Linked DNA regions of Mus musculus: region 1 is linked to region 2. A link is a contact called in public Hi-C data. All regions are on one chromosome and are shown on one strand. The core of a region is the stretch at or near the end of the contact, and the rest is flanking DNA. Distances in the headings are between cores, read along the strand shown.

Region 1 (3,133 bases), core at 260-2,759, 150 kb before region 2:
AGAAGTAAAAAGAGGGAAAGTGGGTGAAGTAGTACCAGTACTAGAGTCTTCTGATCACACACTCACATTTCTTTCAAAATTCTGCTAAGCATCCCCTAATTTAATTTTCACGAGAACCTTGAGATATATGGAGCAAAGCAAGACTAGTGCTATTAGCTTCATTTGACAGTGGAGAAAAATGCTTGTTCTGCAAACAAGAGGATCTGAATTCAAGTCCCTAGCTGCTACATCCACTCCAGTAGTGACCGCATGACAGGCCAAAAGCAAACATTCACTGAAACTTAGTCTCCTGGAACTGTGGCATCCTGTATAACGAATGATCCAAACTTGTCCTTGCCAATGGATCTGTGTGCTCTCTTTCAGTATTGTTTTATTATAGGTGCCTCCAAGCAATGACTTGCCAAATAGCTAAGCAAAATCGAACTTTGCTTCCTGGCCTTCACCAATGCTTGAGACGATCCCGGGCTTGGAATTCAGTAAGAATGTTGCCTATTCAGTGAAATTCAGAATTGCCTCTAGTATTGTAAGAGAGATAGTGAAAGAAATCATTACTATCTACTACATAGAGGTAGAAATCTCAGGACAAGCTTAGCAAAGTAAGTTTAGAATTCTTATTATAGTTATGTATGGCAGACTACATTACTTATTAGTAGAAAGTCCCCACACACTATCACTTAGAATAAAAGCCAAGTCACTCCCATATACAGGAATTTACAATGGTTTAGGAAGTAGATCGGGCTGTGATCTTAGAGTATTGCATTATTCATGAGATGGTTAGCTAGAGTGGAACTCTCTAATTAGAACTATGACTTGGGTGTGAAAGCCCTTGCCCCAGGAGTGTAAAGACCTCACACCTGGCTTCTAAGAATATAGCTGACCTAAGAATAGAGCTGATTTTGTCTCAGTTGTTTTATTGCCCAGTTCCTGCCAGTCTTTGTGTTTGCATTCCTCTGTTTTGTGTTAGAGTCATTAAGCATCCGGTAACCTCATTGTACCTTGCCTATGTGTCACCTAACTTCCCTATTTTCTTCTGTATGAAACGTTTGATGCTTGATTTGACAAACTGCATTCAGATACAGCACACTCCCTTGTGTCCGAATTTGTTTGTCATTTCTCGACAACTCTTGGACCACCTGTCCAGAACCCTGATTTCTCCAGCTGTTTGAGGGGAGTCGACTGAGGCTGGTCCGAGGCACCTAGCATATAAATATAAACCAGGCACAGCAGTATATACCAGTAACTCTCAAACTGTGGAGTCAGGGCAGAGTCAGGAAAATTCTAAGGGCTTATTGTCTCCATCAAGCCTAACCAAAACTGTGAGTTTCTACTCATCAAGAGACCCTATCTGGTTTAATATTGGTGATTTCAAGGACTCTTTAAATAAGGATTTTTTTCCTTTTGTATTTATTCTTTAATTTTTTTAAGGTCCAGACATTATGTCCTTCCCTGTCCACCTTCTGACTGTTCCACATTCCATACCTCCTCCCCCCACCATCTCTAAGGGGTGTTCTCAACCCTACCTCCATCCCATCAGACCTTCCCACTTCCTGGGGCCTCAAGTCTCTTGAGGGTTAGGTGCGTCTTCTCTGACTGAGTCCTGACCTGGCAGTACTCTGCTGTATATGTGTTGGGGGCCTCATATCAGCTGGTATATGCTGCCTGGTTGGTGGTCCAGTGTCTGAGAGATTTTGGGGGCCCAGGTTAGTTGAGACTGCTTATCCTCCTACAGGGTCGCTCTCTTCCTCAGCTTCTTCCAGCTTTTCTCTAATTCAACCACAGGAGCCACTGACTTCTGTTTATTGGTTGAGTGTAAATATCTGCATCTGGCTCTTCCAGCTGCTTGTTGGGCCTTTTGGAGGGCAGTCATGATATGCTCTTGTTTGTAAGCACACCGTAGCCTCAGTAATAGTGTAAGGCCTTGAGGCCTCCCCTTGAGCTGGATCTCACTTTGGGCCTGTCACTGGACCTACTTTTCTTCAGGCTCTTCTTCATTTTTTTGTCCCTCCAGTTCTTTCAAAAAGGAACAATTATGGTTCAGAGTTGTAACTGTGGGATGGCAACCTCATCCCTCCACTTGATGACCTGTCTTTCTACTGGAGATGTACTCTACAAGTTCTCTCTCCCTACTGTTGGGTATTTCATCTACAGTCCCTCCCTATGAGTTCTGAGTCTCTCACCTTCCAGGTCTCTGTTACATTCTAGAGACACCACCCCCAACCTCCCAAGGTTTCTGGTATCCATTCTTTCTGTTGGCCCTCAGAGCTTCAGTTCTGTTCCCTCCACTCAATACCTGATCTTGTTCCACTCTTTCCCTCCCTATCCCCTTTCCCACAAAGGTCCCTCTCTCCCTCCCTCCACCCTCCTGTGATTTATTTCTTCTCCCTCCCAAGTGGGATTAAGGCATCCTAACTTGGGCCCTTCAGTTTGTTTACCTTCTTGAGTTCTGTGGATTGTACCCTGGATATTTTGTATATTTTTTTGCTAATATTCACTTCTTACTGAGTAAGAAGAGAACACACTCTCAAGAGGCAAAGCAGAGAAGAGATGGGGTGAAGAATTCTTTGAGGGAGTCCAGAAAGGGAGCAACATTTGGAGTGTAAATAAATAAAACATTTAAAAAGATAAAGTCTATTCTGAGAAGAGGGTGGGGGAAGGAGAAACAACTAAGGAGAGAAAAGAACACAAATCTGAATGAAAAAAATGTATTAGAATTGAGTCAAAGGTTACCTGATTACCCTAAGGGAATACAAAATATTGTAGCCACTTTAGAAAAGAGTTTGGCAGTTGTTTTCAGTAATGTTAAATGCATGATAGTGAGTGACCCAACAATTGCATTCTGAGGTGTGCATCAAACAGTAATGAAAAAGTATGTTCACACAAAAATTTTTGTATATAAACGTTCCTAGACGTTTTATCCAAAATAGCCAAAACATAAAACAACCCAGGTTGAAGAATTAAAAGCTCGATAAACAGATGACAACATATGCATATTTTAGAGCACTACATTGCACTATAAAAGAACAATTTACTCAAGCAACATAAACAAACCAGACATCTATTTTGCCAAAGAAAAACCTCAAGGACAGAGCCATGTTTTGTGTTATTTTGTTCATATAACATTCTGGGGGGTTGA
Region 2 (3,171 bases), core at 385-2,884:
GTATACTCTCCATAGAAGATCTTTTGGCCTAGAGTGGGTATGTGAATACTACATGACTGAAAACCCCTTAACTTTCTACCTAGTGGTGTTTTACTAACACAGATTCATCATCTAATATATATGTGAAGACCCATTTTCCAGCGCTCTCCTTACTTGATCTTCTCTACCACACTTTTTAAAATGTCAGAACTGAAAAGCATCTAGGAAAGTGAGGAGAGGGAAGCAGGGAGGTAACAGTAGAGAGGTGTCAGTCTACCCTGTTAACATCTTCTGAAAATGTAAGGCGATAGCTGCAACGAAACTGGATGGAGAAGAAAGGATGGCGAGAGAAGGAAAGGAGAAATGGAATGCAGTCAGTTCCAGAAAACACAGTAAGATTGGAGCAGCTAATAGAAAGTGAAGCCCTGTCAGAGCTGATGGAAAGCCTGTTCTTCCCATCACTCAGGAACAGAGACACAACTAAAGAAATAAAGAAGTCAGAGGGGGGGGGCACCCCCTCGATGCTACACCAACAGTGGTGCTATCTTTTCTTTTTTTTAAGATTTATTTATTATTTATTATATGTAAGTACACTGTAGCTGTCTTCAGACACACCAGAAGAGGGCATCAGATCTCATTACAGATGGTTGTGAGCCACCATGTGGTTGCTGGGATTTGAACTCTGGACCTTTGGAAGAGCAGTCGGGTGCTCTTACCCACTGAGCCATCTCACCAGCCCCAAGTGGTGCTATCTTAAAGCACTTTTCTTCAGTATCTAAAAAAAAATACCCCTTCTGCCATAACTCAAACTCCTTGAAAACAACACATACTGGAGGGGAAGTAAAACTTTATACTCTGTATCTCTTATAAACTCAATTCCATTGAATAAATACTGGCTAAAATAGCAATAAAATTCCCAAGATAGGATTAAAGTCTGCTCTTGAATCCAAATGTTTGCTTCCCTTTTAAATGTTCTTGGACGACCTTTTCTCCCAAGCATCATCATTACCACTGCATCCAAGGATTCCGTGGAAGAGGATAAAGAGTGACTGTAAAGTCATTAGGCTGCCTAAAGATGGAAAATTTGAGAAATTTCTTTCTTGTAGCCCATAACTGGCCAGAAAGCCACTGTTATAAGGACATTTACAAGTCCTTCCAACTAGTTATTAATAATAAGGCTACGTTTACACAATGTGTGTGTGTGTGTGTGTGTGTGTGTGTGTGTGTATCCCAACACAGGACTTTCATAGTAAAATTCAAAGTAGTTCATTCACCCAGTTTACTTCAAAATCTTATCAATTTGTCTTCAACATCAAATCACACCTCAGGTTCTAATTAGCACACTCTAGATTGGCATGTCCTTTTCCTCCTAGGATATGAGACAATCAAAAAGAAAAATGCTTTTCAAAATTCTTATAGAATCACAAATTTCATGAAGGAGGGGGACACACACACATACAGCCTGTGAAGGAGAGAGGATATATGGAAGGAGAGAGGTAAAGAGGAAGTATATCTTAAGATCAAGTTTCACATAATGCCAGATATATTAGCATATACTGGTAGGATTATCTTTTCCCCGCCTACAAATAGCCTAAGCACCCTCCAGTCATAAAAATCAGAGAGAAGTAAGCTGAACAGCAGACACTCCTCCTTACTTCCCACCTCAGAGCAGCTGCATGACTTCCTGAGGATTCTATTGCAGTAGCCAGAGATAAACACTCATTTGTGCATATTACGTGCAAGTCTCCAGTTTCTATTCTTCTTCCCTCTCCGCTCTTTCCCTTCCCCCACTTTAAACCAGGGAAGCCAAACTCTGGCGGGGTTGAAGCGGCTTGAGAAGTACTAAGAAACAGGAAGAAGAGTCGAGGTCTATTGGCTAGCAAATGTGCCATGGCCTGACCTCTCTCCTCTGGAAAAGAAACATTCCTAAAGAGCAGGAGCCCTGTGAATGGAGTGGACCATCCCGAATATCCAGACTTATTTGCAGCTCACCATCCAGGGTTAGCTCACCAGGAGACTAGCAGGTTGGAATTTCTGAAGATTTGGATCTTGCTTCAGGGAGCAAAAGGACCTTAAACTGTGAAGCTTGGAATCAGCAGGTAAGAAAATTGGGTTGGTTGGAGCAAAGTTGAACTGATGGCAGATTCTACCAAATGCCTCAGAGATTGTGGATAACTGCCCTGCCTTATCTGCCTTGAATTAAGCTGCTAATCTGAACATCTGCATTCTTTCGGCTTTGGTTCTTGGCCAGAGCTCTGATCGTCTAATCAGCCTGTCAGCAAGTGTAGCTCACTGCCTCTGTTGCACGCTCAAAATGGCAAACTGTTGAGGTGGCATTCCTCAAGCCTCCAGCACCTTTACGACTCAGCCAGAAGTGCAAAATCGGCCTCAAGCTCCCATCTTAAGGCTACCCTGGAGCTTCTGTAATGCAGATTTAAATGTGGAAAGAATGTGTTCAGCGGCTGCTGCTGCACGTAAACCAACCAGTTGGGGGCTGACCTAGACTTTTCACGAGGCACTTTCATGCTTTGTTTTCTTCTTACTTAATTCACTTTACATCCTGCTCAAAGTTTCACACTTTTCACCTTCTTTGCATCCTATAATTGAGACAGGATGTCCCTCTTTCCCCCACTCCTTCATTCTCATCATAGTTCTCATTCTACCCTCCCCCAGGCCCCTCTCTTAGGTAAAGAGAAAAGTGACTCAGACAGGTTAAGGAATTTCCTTGCAACACACCACGCTGCTAGAAACTGGCCATTTGACTCAAGACTACAGAAAGAAAGCCCTATCAACTTACAGACAACTAGTAGAAATACCTATGACCTACTTTGTAACTTAGGGCTAAACTCACTAGGTTAACATTAGACTAAGAAGTCATACAATTTAATCAACCACATGGGACAAGAACGTTTTTTTGTCTTCTTAGCTATTTTCAATGGTATGCAAATAGACTGGCAGGCACTACCTTTTTAAATTCAGTGGTTCTAAATCCCTGTCTCTGCAATTGTTTTGAAATCAAGGAGATCAAACTACCATATAGTTAGAGGGCATCTAACTTGGATCTGTTTGTATACTGCTTTAAGAATGATAGCAAACATTTTATAAAGATTTATAAAGTATTATTACCAGAGTATATTTTAGATAAAATTTGTGTCTAGATAATTTTAAATTTATCATATCTGTGGCATCAAG

What was found. Hi-C and Micro-C count contacts between places; a contact is called where the count stands out from the background.
Region 1: a contact with region 2 is called in a Hi-C map of trophoblast stem cells, with 8 times the contacts expected there. The contact joins the enhancer-like site here to the promoter of Cysltr1 in region 2. A contact is called at or near these places in 1 of 39 promoter capture datasets (macrophages), 2 of 484 Hi-C or Micro-C datasets (the BV-2 cell line and trophoblast stem cells), 5 of 115 datasets of contacts at active chromatin or transcription factors (the SCID.adh cell line, bone marrow-derived dendritic cells, bone marrow-derived macrophages and 2 more) and 4 of 9 other capture datasets (adipose tissue, liver, macrophages and 1 more).

The regions. Positions count from the first base shown.
Region 1 is chrX:106,749,862-106,752,994 of GRCm38.p6, reverse strand. No RefSeq gene overlaps it. Among named protein-coding and RNA genes, the nearest start is that of Rtl3, 89 kb to the left of the region's middle. Within about 2 kb of position 1,509, at least 3 of the 459 cell types and tissues checked have an H3K27ac peak or open chromatin away from gene starts, as enhancers often do. A contact at or near this core is called in trophoblast stem cells, where this site is marked.
Region 2 is chrX:106,602,142-106,605,312 of GRCm38.p6, reverse strand. It overlaps Cysltr1 (cysteinyl leukotriene receptor 1), which reads left to right and starts at 1,634. Exons shown (of 4, transcript NM_021476.5): 1 at 1,634-2,078. All of the region lies in intron 1 of Gm5127 (predicted gene 5127), which reads right to left.